Regions from separate parts of the Mus musculus genome. Here all the other regions are linked to region 1. Evidence: chromatin contacts called from public HiChIP or PLAC-seq and promoter capture Hi-C data. All regions are on one chromosome and are shown on one strand. Each heading gives the region's core, a stretch centred on a gene start, on an enhancer-like site or on the middle of the called end of the contact. The rest is flanking DNA. Distances are from core to core; before and after follow the strand shown.

The links. Promoter capture Hi-C pulls out the DNA fragments that hold promoters and counts their contacts. HiChIP or PLAC-seq counts read pairs in DNA pulled down with a chosen protein or histone mark.
Region 2: an H3K27ac HiChIP or PLAC-seq map of embryonic stem cells shows a contact between it and region 1, with 6 times the contacts expected there. The contact joins the enhancer-like site here to the promoter of Dnajc21 in region 1. A contact is called at or near these places in 2 of 39 promoter capture datasets (the 3T3-L1 cell line and hippocampal neurons), 3 of 115 datasets of contacts at active chromatin or transcription factors (astrocytes and embryonic stem cells) and 2 of 9 other capture datasets (adipose tissue and liver).
Region 3: a promoter capture Hi-C map of liver shows a contact between it and region 1, with 3 times the contacts expected there. The contact joins the enhancer-like site here to the promoter of Dnajc21 in region 1. A contact is called at or near these places in 2 of 39 promoter capture datasets (hippocampal neurons and liver) and 1 of 115 datasets of contacts at active chromatin or transcription factors (embryonic stem cells).
Region 4: a promoter capture Hi-C map of pre-B cells shows a contact between it and region 1, with 7 times the contacts expected there. The contact joins the promoter of Cplane1 here to the promoter of Dnajc21 in region 1. A contact is called at or near these places in 4 of 39 promoter capture datasets (the C10 cell line, hippocampal neurons, liver and 1 more), 3 of 115 datasets of contacts at active chromatin or transcription factors (astrocytes, embryonic stem cells and regulatory T cell precursor) and 1 of 9 other capture datasets (adipose tissue).
Region 5: a promoter capture Hi-C map of the C10 cell line shows a contact between it and region 1, with 4 times the contacts expected there. The contact joins the enhancer-like site here to the promoter of Dnajc21 in region 1. A contact is called at or near these places in 2 of 39 promoter capture datasets (the C10 cell line and liver), 2 of 484 Hi-C or Micro-C datasets (CD4 T cells and Th1 cells) and 3 of 115 datasets of contacts at active chromatin or transcription factors (craniofacial prominence, differentiating embryonic stem cells and embryonic forebrain).

What each region holds. Positions count from the first base shown.
Region 1 is chr15:10,468,887-10,472,059 of GRCm38.p6, reverse strand. Dnajc21 (DnaJ heat shock protein family (Hsp40) member C21) reads left to right here and starts at 1,544. Exons shown (of 12, transcript NM_030046.2): 1 at 1,544-1,795. The coding sequence starts at 1,699.
Region 2 is chr15:12,857,241-12,860,413 of GRCm38.p6, reverse strand. It overlaps Drosha (drosha, ribonuclease type III), which reads right to left. Exons shown (of 35, transcript NM_026799.3): 11 at 955-1,041. Among named protein-coding and RNA genes, the nearest start is that of Drosha, 34 kb to the right of the region's middle. Within about 2 kb of position 1,598, at least 18 of the 459 cell types and tissues checked have an H3K27ac peak or open chromatin away from gene starts, as enhancers often do. A contact at or near this core is called in embryonic stem cells, where this site is marked.
Region 3 is chr15:8,129,956-8,133,128 of GRCm38.p6, reverse strand. Nup155 (nucleoporin 155) reads right to left here. Exons shown (of 35, transcript NM_133227.3): 14 at 2,894-3,004; 15 at 1,573-1,667. Among named protein-coding and RNA genes, the nearest start is that of Nup155, 22 kb to the right of the region's middle. Within about 2 kb of position 1,663, at least 3 of the 459 cell types and tissues checked have an H3K27ac peak or open chromatin away from gene starts, as enhancers often do. A contact at or near this core is called in liver, where this site is marked.
Region 4 is chr15:8,167,539-8,170,711 of GRCm38.p6, reverse strand. It overlaps Cplane1 (ciliogenesis and planar polarity effector 1), which reads right to left and starts at 1,606. Exons shown (of 53, transcript NM_001162906.1): 1 at 1,223-1,606; 2 at 318-406.
Region 5 is chr15:8,428,229-8,431,401 of GRCm38.p6, reverse strand. All of the region lies in intron 1 of Nipbl (NIPBL cohesin loading factor), which reads left to right. Among named protein-coding and RNA genes, the nearest start is that of Nipbl, 15 kb to the left of the region's middle. Within about 2 kb of position 1,706, at least 13 of the 459 cell types and tissues checked have an H3K27ac peak or open chromatin away from gene starts, as enhancers often do.

The DNA of each region.
Region 1 (3,173 bases), core at 295-2,794:
CACTCACTCTGGACTCTGCCTATGCTCTCCCTTATCTCCACAATAAACTTTCTCCTCCACCAAACCTAGGAGAAGTCATGTCCATTTATCTATCATCTATCTATCTATCTATCTATCTATCTATCTATCTATCTATCTACCTGTCATTCAGCACTCAGGTTTCTCTTAGGTCATATAAATATCTTAACTTTTATTAAATATTTCCATGTAAAGGAACAGGTTTTTGCGGGTTGTAAAAAAAAAGACATGTATTTAAAAATTATTTTATTTTTTTAAATCAGAAAGCTGGTTTTAAACTCATGGCAATCATTTTTGTTTTGGTCTCCCAGTTGCTGGCAATCACAGGCATGAAACATCATCTCTAGTCAGGCAACTCAGTCTTCTAGAGTTTGCAAACAAAAGCACACAGGGAGGAAGAAAAAAAAAATGTGTCCACCCCCACCCCACCCCACCCTCATCAAGGAAAGTTCTCAGGAGAGGAAATGCTTTATATAAACTTTTTGTTGTTTTGTTTTGTTTTGTTTTTCAAGACAGGGTTTCTCTGTATAGCCCTGGCTGTCCTGGAACTCACTTTGTAGACCAGGATGGCCTTGAACTCAGAAATCTGCCTGCCTCTGCCACCCAAGTGCTGGGATTAAAGGCATGTGCCACCACCGCCTAGCTCCTCTTTTCTTTTTAAGGTCTTGTCTTAGCAAGGCTGGATGTTAAGACATTTCACAACACTGGTTAGTTGATGTTTCTTTATGACTTATTCTTAGGAAGAGTACTTGTTATGATGTGGACATTTTCTGCTTAATATATGTGTAAAAGAACCTAGTCTGGCTGTGGAGGCCAGTAAGCCCAGCACTTGGGAAGCAGAGACAGGATCATGAATTTAACTCATTATTCAAGCAGGCCTTGAATTCACAGATAATTGAAGGTGTGGTTCGGAATTCCTGAATAAACTGGCCTCTGCCTCCTGGGTGGAGGCTGGGATTAAAGCTGTGTTCTTCATACCGGGCACCTAGCCTGGCTTTTGGTACGCTACCTTTAAGATGCTTTAAAAACTGATTTAGGCAATGACCTTATTTACTGTCCCTTATTATGCATTATCAGGCAAGATGGGGGGGGGGGGGAATTAAGAGATCCTAGGAAGTGGTAGCTGAAGAGAATTGAAAAGATGGTAAATCCCGGTGTGTTTCCACCACGAACTTCTGGCTGAAACTCAGCACTTAACTCCTTGAAGCTCCAGTTGCCTCGTCTGCAGAGAACTAATCCGAAGGTCCGGAAGGTATTTCCCAAACTACTTCCTTATCAAGCCTACCTTGCCCTGCCTTCAGGCCGGCTAGGAGTGCCACCCAAACAGCCTACTGTGTCCCTCACAATGACTCTCGGCGTGGCTCCCCCGCCCAGCCTCCCCTGCCCAGGCCCCGCCTCCGCGGCGCGCCGCTCCCCCGGAACCCAGCCCAGCCCCCGCCCATGCGGAGCTGTCGGCGCCGCCCCCTCCGCGCGCCCGCGTGCCGCAGCCCGCGTCGTCCACCGCCGCGCGCCTCCGCCACCCCGCGCCGCTGCCGCCGCCGCCGCCGGGCTCGCTGGCTGGCGGGCTGCTGGCGCCGGGCTCCCGCCGGAGGAGAGGACAGCCAGCGCCGCCGCTGCGGCTTCTGCCCGGGCCCGGGCGTCGGCCCCGCCCCGGGCCCCGGCCCGGTGTCCAGCCCCGCCATGAAGTGTCACTACGAGGCGCTGGGGGTGCGGCGCGACGCCAGCGAGGAGGAGCTCAAGAAGGCCTATCGGAAGCTGGCCCTGAGGTGGCACCCGGGTAGGTGACCGGCGGGCGGGGACCCAGCCGGCCGACCCCGGGCCTGGCGGGGCGCACGCCGTGGGGACGGCGGGGCCCTGCCCGCACCGCCGAGGGGAAGCGGGCTCGGCGCTCAGCCGCCTCCGGCTCCTGCGGCCGGGCTGCCGGCCCCTCACGTCGCCCGGCCAGCCGGGGGACAGGCTTTTAAACAGGCCCGCTCGCGCCCGCCTTCCCAATGCCCAGGCTCCCGCAGACCCGGCCCCGCACGGGACACGAGTTTGCCACGGCGGGAGACCTGGGCGAGGTTCCTTAGGAGTTTGCTTCCCCGGCATGGTTGCTGTGGTTGTGAAACGGGTCTGCGGGACTTTTGGCGAAGTCTCTTCATCTACCAGGCTTCGAAACTTCGGAGTTGAACCCCGTCTGTTTGGGAGTCCCGAGGCTCAATCCCGCCTCTCTGGGTACTGGGAATTAAAGCCAGCGCCGCGCACCTGCTGCCAGGCGCTCCAGCATCCACAACACCGCCCCTGGTTTTTTTTTTAACGAATCACTTTTGAGATGGGGTCTCTCGCTACGTTGCCAAGGTAGCCTTTGAACGAGTGATCGTCCTGCCTCACCTTACCAAGTAAATTACATGCAATTACTTGGGATTACTGTCCATTGCCATCAGGCATGGGTGATTTTACATACTTTTTTTTCTTCGTGACTGGTTTACCTGTTTTTTGTTGTAGTTGTGTTTTAAGAATAGTTTCGGTTTACCTTTAAGCTGTTCTTACCAGAGTCTACAGAAGATGGATAGTCATATAAATGACTAATAAGTTTGGAGTGTTTGTTTGTTTGTTTAAAGGAGGAAAAAACGCCATATAACGCAAACAAGTTGAAGCTCAGTTTTTCTCATCCCTGTCGAGAAGATGCAAGTCACATGCATGAGGGTATAATATGTAGATTTTGGTTTTTTGTTTTGTTTTTAGCTGGTTTTTTGTTGTTGTTGTTGGTTTTGGTTTTGGTTTTTCGAGACAGGGTTTCTCTGTGTAGCCCTGGCTGTCCTTGAACTCACTCTGTAGACCAGGCTGGCCTCGAACTCAGAAATTCACCTGCCTCTGCCTCCCAAGTGCTGGGATTAAAGGCGTGTGCCACCACTGCCGGGCTATATGTACATTTTGAAATGCTAAAACAGGGACTTCAGTCTTGTTAGGAAAACAAGCCTTGCACATATGGACGCAAACTATTTGTCTGAGTAAAATAGTGTCATTGCTGTTTGGGTTAATACAGCAACTAGTGAGCACTCATGTAATGGGGTCTGGGTTCCTCTGTGTACCTAGAGATGCTGAGGCATCAACACAGGGAGGGCCTGGGACTGTCCTGTTTCAGGAAGAGCACAAAGGTGGGCCAAAGAAGTCCC
Region 2 (3,173 bases), core at 349-2,848, 2.4 Mb before region 1:
AAACAGAAAAACAGCTACTATACGGCCCCTAGGGAAAGTATAGGCTAGGCAAGTCCACAGACACGTGCCACCTAAAGGAAATGAAGTTTCTTTTAAGATAAATATTCTAAACTTAGACTGTGGTGGCTTTGCAAGTCTGTAATTATGTTAAACATCATGAATTCCACACTTTAAGTGGGTAAAGCTGATGACACAGGAAGTCTAGCTAAATAAACTTATTGAAATATATAATTATGAATGATCTTGAAATCAAGACTTTTCAGTGCATGTAACTAAAAGTAATAAATTTCATGATGAGAGGCAATGCAACTGAACAAAACATACAGACATGCACCCTGGAGCAGACTCCCTGCTTCAGGGAACTTCTAAAAGCCACCATACGTAGTACCTGAGCTACCACTGCTTAGCCTAGTCTATAAAGTATGAACTAAAGTGGGTAATATGGATAGTACACAGATGTGTATAGTAAAAATTAGTTAACTATGCTCACCAGAATGATGCCAGAACACAGTTCATGTGCATTCTAACCATATTACCATGCTGTCATATTGTACAAATCTTCTGATTTGGTCCCAAGACAGTAAGCTGTCTGCTGACTTTTAAAACCTGTGGAAATGCCCTACTTGACTCTTCCCACGTCACTGCTCCAATGGACAGCACCATAATTCACTGGCTATACATTTGGTTATTGCATGGTACCAATACAAATAAAAAAGACATAATAAAAGGAAAACTGAAATAAACATTAGCATGATAAAGTTAAATTTTATCAACATAATGATCTTAAAAACAAAAATGATGTAAGAACTGAATCAGAAGCTCATGTGATGGCTCAGGCCAATAATCCCAGCACAGTGGAGATGAGGCAGGGAAATGCAGTAAGTTAGAGACCAGTCTGGGCTATACAGCTGTTCCAGGCCATCCCAGGCTAGACTATGATCATGAGTAACTTACTAAGAAGTTGGTAGGCGGGGAGACGGTGATCCGATAGTGGAAAAGCCGGCCAGCGTTGTTGGTCATCGGACGGCAGGGCTTGATTGCCTGGGGAGCAGGGGAATGAAAACACTTTACAAATTGAGTAGAGAATCATTTTCTTTTAAAATAGACTACACTGTCAGCTTCACATCTGACTACTGCTTTGATGTGTCCTCCTTAACAGACCAGTAGGAAAAAAACACTGCCTGCTTTACTCTATAGTAACTAACTGAATAAAAGAGGTAGCTGGTCACCGGTTCTCAACCTTCCCATGTGCGGTCGGTGAAGCAGAACTGGGCTGACCTGTGATCAGTAAGTGTGTTCAGTGAGATCAGAAGTGTCCGTAGGCCTTATGTCCCCACCAAACCCATGATCTCAGTGAATCAGTACCTGTCATCAGCTGGGTACTTGGGGGACGTGACTAGACCCCCAGTATGTACAGTGGACCCATTACTGGTCTAGGCTGGTTCTATTCAGTACAAACAGGTAAGTAAGTGACTTCGGCATCCAAGAGGGCTTTGAAGAACTCATGAAGCTTGCCATCTGGGATCCCCACTGGGCACAGCTATCAGTAAAGACTGCCCTATCTATCACTCCACAAACAGCTGCACTGGGTCTCTTCCTAAGGCGAGGAGCCTGCAAAGGCCTCCAATGCTCCAAAGATGGACTATCAATTCTTTACTGGATTCTTAGCCCTTCCCAGGGCAATTGGGCCCTGAGGAGCCTACTTAACTCTAGAAGCAATGCTGTAAGATCCACAGCATGTTTAGCCAGTGGTGGGGTACCCTTTAAAAACAACTGTAAAACCTCTGACCCCGGGGTGACCTGATGAAGGCTTTCCCAGTGTGCTAACACTTGCGAACATGCACTGGGATGAACATGCCCTGGGACGGGCCTGAATGTGTTAGTGGTCCCTGTCCTTCCTCACTTTTAATTGCTTAATGTGAGGAGCCCAGTGCCAAGGTGCAGTCCACACACAGGAGCAGAGTACAGGAACACTGCGTGTACGCCCTCCTCCAGGGTGAAGCTTGTTTAGAGGAACATTCTTACCACTTCTGTAGCCAGCCACCGGCTGTGGTATTCTTGACCTGTGAACGGCAGACTCTTATCTTTTCAGTACAAATGTAATGCACTCGGCTGAGGAATACCGCTTTGTGGTGTCTAAGCTGAGCCAACTGTGTGTGTGGCAGCTGATACCTTAACCTTGCCCTAAGTGGTGAATAACAATGCCTTACTCTGCATAAACCTAGAGATCTGGGGCTCCTGACCAGTCAAGCAGACTGATGCAGTTCTGAGGGGAGCCTGACAGACCTGAGCATACTGTTTGGTTGTGTTTGTACATAACAGATGTAGGCTGCAACCTCCCCTGAAGGGCATGCATGTGCTGCACCGCAATAGCTGTGGCACGGTGAGTACAGCACCCACAGCCGGGCAGGAATCACAGCGGGTGGTGCTCTCTACGAAAGGCCATGCTCTCAGCAGGAGTGAGTATGGGTGAGGTCTAATGATTCTGTGGGCTTGCAGGGTTCATCAGCAGATCCACAGACAACAAATGTACCCTGTCAGCAAGCTTTTCCTTAGCCTTCTTGTTCAGCGGCATCATGATACCAAGACCTTTCAGAACCAGCCATACTCCCACACAGCACGAACTTCAGGCAGTGTCACTTTGAAAAACAGAAGCATGCTTCCCATCCGACAAGAGCATCCAGACCATCCTCCAGTGAATCACCCACAGAGGGGCCCAGAGAGCTCTAAAGAATCATTTTGCCACATTATGCCTTTTAGAAATTTCCAGGGGCTAGCGAGATGGCTCAGTGGTTAAGAGCACCGACTGCTCTTCCAAAGGTCCTGAGTTCAAATCCCAGCAACCACATGGTGGCTCACAACCATCCATAACAAAAATCTGATGCCCTCTTCTGGAGTGTCTGAAGACAGCTACAGTGTACACACATATAATATATAAATAAATAAATAAATAAATAAATAAATAAATAAATCTTTAAAGAAAAGGGGGGGGGGGCTAGATAGATGGCTCAGCGGTTAAGAGCACTGACTGCTCTTCTAAAGGTCCTGAGTTCAATTCCCAGCAACCACATGGTGGCTCACAACCATCTGTAATGGGATCGGATGCCCTCTTCTGGTGTGTCTGGAGACAGCAACAATGTACTCACATAGATAAAATAAATAAATAAATCTTA
Region 3 (3,173 bases), core at 414-2,913, 2.3 Mb after region 1:
GCACTCAAGAGGCCACAGCAGGGTGTCAGATCCCTTGGAAGTAAAGTGACAGCTCTCAGCTGCAATGTGGATGCAGCAAATTCAACCTGGGTCCTCTAAAAGGGCGGCCAGTGTTTTTAACTCCTCAGCTATCTCTCCAGCATCCCCCTACCCCCCAATTTAACGATTACACAGTACAAGTATTCTTCAAACTTCTGGCTAAATATACTATAGAAAGAAAGCCTCTGAAGGCTAGGGCATAGGTTAATGGCAGAATGCTTCACTAGTCAGTCCTGGTTTATTCCCAATACAGCAAAAACAAAACAAGCAAACACATTAAAAAAAACAAAAAAACAAAAAACCCAGAATTTAAAAAACCATCTCTGACCCCAAGTTTCCTTCCTGTGTGTGACTCAGTCCCTCAGCACCACTGATGCCCATGCTCTGGAAGCGGCTGTTGGAGGCAGTAAGGAAGGAGGACTGACGATGGTAAAAAGTGTAAAACAAAAGGACAAAGAAGGAAAGGTACCCAGAAAGCAGTGATGTGCGCACCATGCTCCTCAGCTTGTTCCACGGGCACTGCTATCTTTCTATTTCTAGATTAGACTCTTCCTAATGAAGGTTAAAAATTTGCCTACTTCCCCCATTTGGCAAAGCCTTAAACTATCACACTGGTATCATCTAAAAAGTGGCCCAAGTGTCTCTGTGGCGCAATTAGTTAGCATGTTCAGCTGTTAATGGAGAGGTTAGTGGTTCTAGCCCACCCAGGGATGTCACGAGGCTTTGGGCTGGAGAGGTGGCTCAGTGGTTAAGAGCACTGACTGCTCTTCCAGAGGTCCTGAGTTCAATTCCCAGCAAGCACATGGTGGCCCACAATCATCTTTGATGAGGATCTGATGCCCTCTTCTGGTGTGTCTGAAGACAGTGACAGTGTACTCACATACATGAAATAAATAAGTCTTTAAAAGTGGCCTGGAAGTGGTGTCTCTTTAATCCCAGCACTCAGCCAATACAGGCTGAATTGAATGGTGAATCCCTGTCTTTAAACAAACACTGCCAACCACCAACACCAACAGAAAACACCAGGCTGCAGAGAGACTTCAGCACAGGTCTGACTTGCAGAGGACTTGGGTTCTATACTCAGCACCCACATGGGAGCTCACAACTGCCTAAAACTGGAGTCATGGGGCATCCACTGCACTCTTCTGGTTCCCAATGGAATTGCATGCATGAGCTGCATAGACACATGCAGGGAAAACATTTAGACACACAAAATAATTTTTTTAGTGGCCCTGAGGTTGAACTTAGCATGTGTAAGACCCTAGCTTTAATTTCTAGTACCAATAAACCAACCAACTAACAAACAAAAAACCAAAAAGAGCAGGGCTTTTATATACAAATATTTCACAATACTTTAAAAGTATTTGATGAACACTTTTGAACTAAGGATGTAGCTCATTGGTAGAATGCTTAGTATTTACATAGCATGAGGGAAAACAAAAACAAATCTACATTCAACTCTCAGAATGCCCCCTGCAACTAAAAGGTGGCCCAGTACATAAACACACACTCTCTCTCTCCACCCTGACATACCTAAAGAATGCCCGTGTTGCCCAAGCAGACACTTCTCTGTCACAGGCAGCAGTGGAACAAGCAAGAATAAGGCAAGTTGCACAAGCTTGGTCTTCCTGAAAGGGGGCAAAAGTCAGTGCATTAAAGACAAATCCAGCGCTCACAGCAAGTGCTCAATAAATACTTACTCTGGAATGAATTCAACGGACATGAAGAAAGCAAACAGCCCAGAAGTAAAGTTTAACTCAGGCATCAGTATTAAAGATACTTTCTCTTTAGTAAGATTCTGATCAGCTGTCATTCTATTTTATTCTTGTATCTTTCTATATTTTCTATATTATTGTATATTTCTATCTTTCTATCTTTTAGAAATTATCAGTAAAACCCAACATTTATTGAGTACCTATTATGTGCTAGGCACTATTTTAATAATCCAGTGTCGCCAAGGCAGTGGTGGCGCACGCCTTTAATCCCAGCACTCAAGAAGCAGAGGCAGGAGGATCTCCGAGTTGGAGGCCAGCCTGGTCTACATACAGAGTTCCTGGACGACCAGGGATACATAGAGAATCCCGTGTCAAACAAACAAACTAAATGCAGTATTTATTAGTTCTTATAGCACACAGTGCTGCAGTATGATGCAGTTTACATACAACTAAAGTGAATACAAGTATCTCACTCCACTGGAAAAAGTTTTTTTAGCAGATAGTCTGAATCCTGAATCTAAAAGCTTAGCTTTAATGAGAAAATAGTAATTTTAAATAAGACTCCCCAGTTTTAAATCTGTCAATTCTGATATGACTATTAACTACTAATGTCCCCATATTATGCCTCCAGTCACTACCTCAATTTATTCCATGGGATTGGGAATGTACACACATGTGCATGCTCATAACGGAATGACTGGTGCTCTTAATAAAAAGCATATTTATCATACAACTTCAATATCATATTCTTATTTTTATACCTTAATAAGAATGTGTCAAAGCTGGGCGTGGTAGTGCACGCCTGTAATCCCAGCACTTGGGAGGCAGAGGCAGGCGAATTTCTGAGTTTGAGGCCTGCCTGGTCTACAGAGTGAGTTCCAGGATAGCCAGGACTACACAGAGAAACCCTGTCTCGAAAAAACCCAAACCCTCCCCCCCCCCACCAAAAAAAGAATGTGTCAAAATCAGAGAATAAATGTGGAAGAGTCCTGTAACATAACTATTTTCATAGTCAATATGTGCTGATTTGAGTACAAAAGAACAGATAATCTGTGTATTACAGTATTTTACTTCTAGTTTACAAACTATTTTAATATTATACAGCTTCTTTAATTAAAATAAATGCAGTGCATAGTTACCTGATGTAATTTGAAGAATCTCTCAATCTCTTCTCCATCCCCTCCCACGTTACTCACAAGCAGATGTCTCAGCTGATCTACAGGTCTAAGCTTGTGAAACATAAGACTACCCTAAGAAATAAAAAAGGAGAGATCACATGAGAAAGCAATTACCAAGCCTGACTGGTAAAGGGTGGGAACGTAGGTAAGGATAGAGTCCTAGCCTGGCACGCACAGCCCATGAGTTCTCTCCTCACTAACACACACAAGACACCTGGCTGGTAATAACCAACTGACTAAC
Region 4 (3,173 bases), core at 357-2,856, 2.3 Mb after region 1:
ACTCCTCTCACCAAGTAAAGCAAACGACCGTCAGCCCACACAGCTGTGAGCAAGTCCAAACTAGCTCACCTGAAGAAGCCTCCACAGTCCTGTTGCTACTGCACATGAAGTTGCAGCTACTCCAGAGGCTGAGGCAGGAAGACCAAATTCAAGGCTTCTCTGCCCAGACCTGAATTTATGGCCAGCCCGACCCTGCCTCAAAATGAAAAGAGCTGCCATACCACTGTTTTGGCACGTGAGGTGGGGGGGGGACATTTTTTTCAACTCAGGTTCTTCCCAAATGATTCTGGTTTGTGATAAATGGACATGAAACTAACCAACCAGTGTCAGCGAAGAATCAGAAGCTCAGGTGTTCCAAATGAAGGATGATTTAACCACACAAGGCGGCCAAATGAAGCATTTTATTCTGCATCAAAAAACAAAACAAAAATGCTATATTATTCAATGCCAAGTTTCCTAAATTTGATGACTACTCATGTAAAATAGCATTACCAGAAATATGCATTATTCTGAGTATGACAAGTGAATATAAGACTATTTAATATACGCAATCATCTTCAAATCAAAAGCTATTTCTAGGTAGTTTAATAATTCCTAAATACTATACATATGCACATGTAAAGAGAAAAATAAGGTACAGCAAAACATAAGGAACTGGTTAATCTAAAATACATATTTAATTACATTATGCAACTTTAAATGCAAAATTGATAAAAGGCAACAGGAGAAAACCCAGCACGACTGAGTTAATCATCGTTAGATTCTACTGGTGACAGCAACTTGTTAGTTTTGGTTTTGAGGGATTAATTGTATTATGTTTTTTGTCTAATGAGTCCTTCTAGATGTGAAAGACACTTAAAGATTTATGCAAAGGATTTGTTTGGGAAAAGATAGACATATTTTTTTTTTCAAGTAAAGCATAAAAGATAGAAAGACAGCAAACCCACTTCAAGATTTCAGTACGGTGCGCTACAGAATCACGTACAACCTCCCGTCACTTAGAATTCTAACAATCACCTCTCTCCTGGGATGCAGCAAACACCATTTTCTGACGCATACTGCAAAGCCTCTCAAAACACTGATGCTACTGGATAGACCAAGCACTACACAACAGACACTGCAGATGGAAGAACTGATTTTTAAAAAAAATCCGCTCCATGGCGCAAAAATATATGTATGACAGGAGTAATCTGCCCAGTCTACGGGAACCGGGGAAAGGTACCTTTATTTCAAACAAATCGGAGCATACAATTTCAAGAAAATCGCTGACGTCCCGGGCGGGGTTTGTGCTACGGAGGATGCTAGGAACCCGCGTCCATCCCTCACTGCTCTGCCGTCCGCTGGGGTCTCCTCAGAGGTTTCCTCGTGGCTGTGGCCGCAGAGTCCTGCCCGGAGGTCCCCTGTGGAGGTGTGAGGGGCCACGGCGGGGAGGGGACGCCTGCGACCCAAAGAAGGACCTGGGCGGGACGGCGGGCGGCCGCGAGGAAAACGGAAGTCCCCACAGCTAGCCCGGAGACCCTGGGAGGCGGGGGGCACGGGGACCGAGCCCCTGGGGAAGGTCCCAAGGCCGCCACCTCCCACCGAGGACCGCAGAGGCTGCGAAGCCGCTGAGCCCTGGAGGAGGCCGCGCCCGCCACCCCAGAGCCGTGTCCAGGCGACGCGTGGGCGGGGCCGCCCCACTGCGCATGCTCCATGCCGCTCCGTGGGCGGGCACCTGACGGATCCCCGCCCGCCCCGCCTCCTCGGCGTAGCCAGCTTTGCGCCGGGGTTCTGGGAGAGCGCTGCAAGCCTGCCAGAGTGGGTTACCTCCACCGAGTCTGTCCTGCCCTCCTGCTCTCTCCTCAGCTCGGTAGTCCTTTCTCTCTCCATCCATCCCTGGCTTCCCCTCGTGCAAGACTTTTGAGTTTCCGAGCTCTCCGTGGAGCTTGGCATGAGAATGCCTTAAGAACCAACATTTAGATCTGCGCTGTTAAGAGCAGTTGTTGCCTTTGTGGAGGACCCGATTTCAGAGTCCCAGCACCTACGACATAACCCTGAGTAACTCCAGTTCCAGGGCATCTGACACTCTTTTGTGGCTTCTGTGGGCACCAGCTACAAAGGTGGTGCACATACATACACGTAGGCAAAACACTCATAAAATAACAAGTTAAAAAACAACAACAACGGGCTGGTGAGATGGCTCAGCGGTTAAGAGCACCGACTGCTCTTCCAAAGGTCCTGAGTTCAAATCCCTGCAACCACATGGTAGCTCACAACCATCCATAACAAAAATCTGATGCTCTCTTCTGGAGTGTCTGAAGACAACAGTGCACACACATATAATAGATAAATAAACAAACAAACAAACAAAAACCAACAACAACAACAACAAAAACTTGCCGGGCAGTGGTGGCACGCCTTTAATCCCAGCACTTGGGAGGCAGAGGCAGGCGGATTTCTGAGTTCGAGGCCAGCCTGGTCTACAGAGTGAGTTCCAGGACAGCCAGGGCTACACAGAGAAACCCTGTCTCAAAAAACCAAAAAAAAAAAAAAAAAGTCTCTAGCCAAAACTTCAGCTAAAATTAGACAATAAATCGTGTTGGTCATGGAATTCTTCACATGTCATGAAGGATTTATCACAATTGGTTATCGATCAAATTAACTCATAAAAAGAATACTCGTCTTTTACCTGCTCAAACAAGGAGCAAAAGTTCAACCTTAACTCATCTGTGCACTTTGCACAATCCACACAGGTATCTTACAGTACTAAACTGTTGGTTGTAAGATTCACGTATTGCTGAATGTGCAGCTCTGACAAGGTTCATCCGCATGGACGCTGAAATGAGCTGCTGCTCCAGCCCCCTCCCTTCTGATGCTGTCTCCAGAGACTTGCTTCTAGAGCAGCTTCAGGAATAGCCCCAGGTTCCAGACGGATTAGGTTCATCCAGCCTTTCAGACAGCTCCAGTCAGAACCTGTCAAGCCCTGAGCCTTCTACGTATACAACGACTGGGTAACAGATGCTAGTGCTAGCTTTCTTAAGCCTAACCACTTCTTCCACTTTCCCTCCTCCTCCCACCCCTTAAAAATATTTGTCAACCCAATTCAGCAGGAGGAAGTTGTGGACAGTTGCTATCCCTATCTCTCGATTATGGTTATTTCATAAATTATAGGTAGGCTATCATTTTAAGGGATA
Region 5 (3,173 bases), core at 457-2,956, 2.0 Mb after region 1:
GGTAAAAATCATGGTTTTTTTTTTTTCAAACTATACATATCATTTGGAGATGTGCAGTGACATATTTGTGTAGCATCTAATCTAGTTCCTATCCAAGGAGCATATAGGCCAGTTATTAATCCAAACTCCTTTCTTCTATAAGCCATTTTAGGTTTATAGAGTCTATGGAGTCTAGTCAAGACAAAGTGAAAAAAATTAGGTTAAAAAATAAAAGTGCTGATTGTTAAAGAATATTTTTGAATTTTTAAAAGGGGAAATCAATCTTTTATCTGCTTAAAATAGTAAAAAAAAAAGCCAGAACTGTAATATAGTGGACACAAAAGTAGTTTCTAGGTAAGACCTATTACTTAGCCTTTTATTTTTAATTTTTAAATTGTATTTTTATTTACTGAATCCATGTGCATGTGTGTCTGGGCACACCTGTGCTAAGGCATGTGTACGTGATCAATTTGGAGACTTCATTCTCTGTTTTAGTGTGGGGGTCCCAGGTTGTCAGGCCTAATGATCTTACCAGCCCATGCTACCTAGTCTTCATTTTTTAAATACAGTGTTTGGTGTGGCATGTACATGGCTTTGATCTAGTTTCCATTTTTCTGATCATCATACATTGTGTTCTGTTTCAACTCAGAAACAACAGGCTATGGGGAGTAGTTTCTACTACCCTGCTTTAAGCTCAGTGCTGCTAGGCACCACCCAGGAACCACCCCAGATCCATGGATGAAATACACACATACACACACACACACACACACACACACACACACACACACACACACCAACTTTTTTAAATATGCTTCTTAGCTCAATGGCCAGGCGCATGTGGCTAACATGTTCATACCTTCATTCCCAGCTCAACACCTCTAAATCTGACCTCAATTCCTTCTCCTTGCTCAGCACTCTAAATCTGCCCTCAGCTTAGTTGCCTTTCTGATCTCCTGCCTGCTACCCCGGGCTCCATTGGAAGGAGCCAGTGGAGATCTCACTCCATCCAAGATCTCACATGGCTGGTGGTTCTCTCTCCCTGTGAAGAATGGCCAATCCTCTTTCCCTTCTTGAATCTACTAGCCTGCCTGTGGGAACCTGGAAGTCCTGCCTCTTCCGCTCAGCCATTGGCCATTAGCTTCTTTATTTGATTGATCAAGAACCAAATTGGGGAAAAGGACCTTCAGTGTTCACATGCAAATTCCCTATCAAGAGCATCAGAACCATTCCCTACAACAGGCATTGGGAATGGCAAAATAAAAGCCTTCAGCCTGCCTACCTACCAAGACATTACAGTCTAATGAAGCTTGTAGATGGGTAAACAATCATTTTGTAGGTGCTGGAGTGTTGTGGTCAAGATGAGCAGGGAGAGTATGGGTTCAGGGGAGGAGAGTGTTAAAAACCTAATTTACATGAGTGTGGTAGGAAAAAGCCAGGAAAGCCTTTCTAGGAGATAGTATGTAAACCATAGGCTTTAGTTAGACTTGTGAGCCTGGAGCAATAGTTGGATTTTGGAAACTGTGGATGGCACCGGCTTAAAAATGTGCCAAAAATATTTAACCAGAGAAAGGGCAAGATGGTGAAAATGTACATACCTGGGGCCAGAGGAATAACTCATGGAGTAAAGTGCTTGCTGTGCTAGCATGAGGACCTAAGTCCACATTTCCGACATATACTTTAACGCCAGCAGCAATGGAATGTACTTATTACCTCATCACTGACAGGGCAGAAACGGGTGGATCCTGACCTGGAAGTTCACTGACCAACCGGTTTAGCTGAATCAACAAGCTCCAGGTACTTGAGAAACCCTGCCTTAAAACCTAAGGTGGATGATGATAAAGGAACCTCAGGCCTCTATGTTTGTATGCATGGGTGAAGTGCCCTGCATACACCACATGTACACATATGTTTCTATGATTAGTATATTTTGTTTGCATTAAAGGTAACAGGGTATTGGGAAGTTATTTGGTCACCATTTATAGTTATTACTCTTTAAATCTTGGTTAACAGTGAGTAGGATGTCATGGAGGCCTGTAAGTTAATGAGGTGTTTAGTTAAGGTACTGACGATGTACAAGCATGAAGGTATGCAGTGATTATATCTTCAGTGGGTAATGGAGAATAAAAGCAGTTAACGTCTTCTCAGCTTCCACGTTTCATATACATGGACATTGGAGTTTGAGATACAAGTTCAATCAGTTTTGGCTGTTTGAATAAAAACTATAGTTTATCAAAGGGTGCATTACTTTATACATTTTGGAGGGAATGGATTTTGAAAAATTTAGTGCTTGGCCAAATGTGGGTACAGATGATTATTTGAAAATTATTTTGAAGGGTGACCTAGAAGATCTTAGCCAGTCTTCATATAATGTTAAAAGTGTTATGTTAGGCTGTGTGTGTGTGTGTATTCACAATCTAGTATGGTTTAAATTATAAAAAGATAATGGTACTATATTTTTATAATGCTTAATTTCCCAATATATTGACTATATTGCCATGCACTTAGCATAGAACACACTTTTAGGCATTCTTAGTATATTTATCTACCTAGCATAGTTTCAAAACTGGACCTTCCATTTTTACTAAATCATACATTATAATGAGAACTGTTACTTACTTCATAAGGGGTGTCTTAATCACTGTTCTATTGCTGTGAAGAGACTGTGACCAAGGCAACTCTTAAGAAAGAAAGCATTTAATTGGGGGCTTGCTTACAGTTTCAGAGGCTAGTCCATTATCATCGTGGTGGGGAGCATGGCAGCAGGCAGGTGCATTAGCTGAGAGCTACCTCCTGATTCATAGGCAGAGAGGGGGGCGAGGGAGAGAGAATGGGTCTGGCATGGCTTTTGAATCCTCAACAAAAATCCCCCCACTCCCACACCCATCTCTCCAAGGACACTTCCATCAGCAAGGCTACACCTCCTAATCCTTCCTCAAATAGTGCTACTCCTCGAAGACTAAGCATTCAAATATGTGAGCCCATAGAGGCCATTCTTATTCAAACTACCACAAGGGGATTTTCTTTATAATTATAATTAAAATGCCTGTAGATTTTCAAAAGTGTGAAATATAGAAATAATTGAACCAATAGAAATAAAGCAACCAAACTGATTTATCAGAAGTAATGGACCAGTTGATTTTAATTTTTTAAAATTTCATTTTTTATGCATATGTGTGGGTACCTGCTTGTCT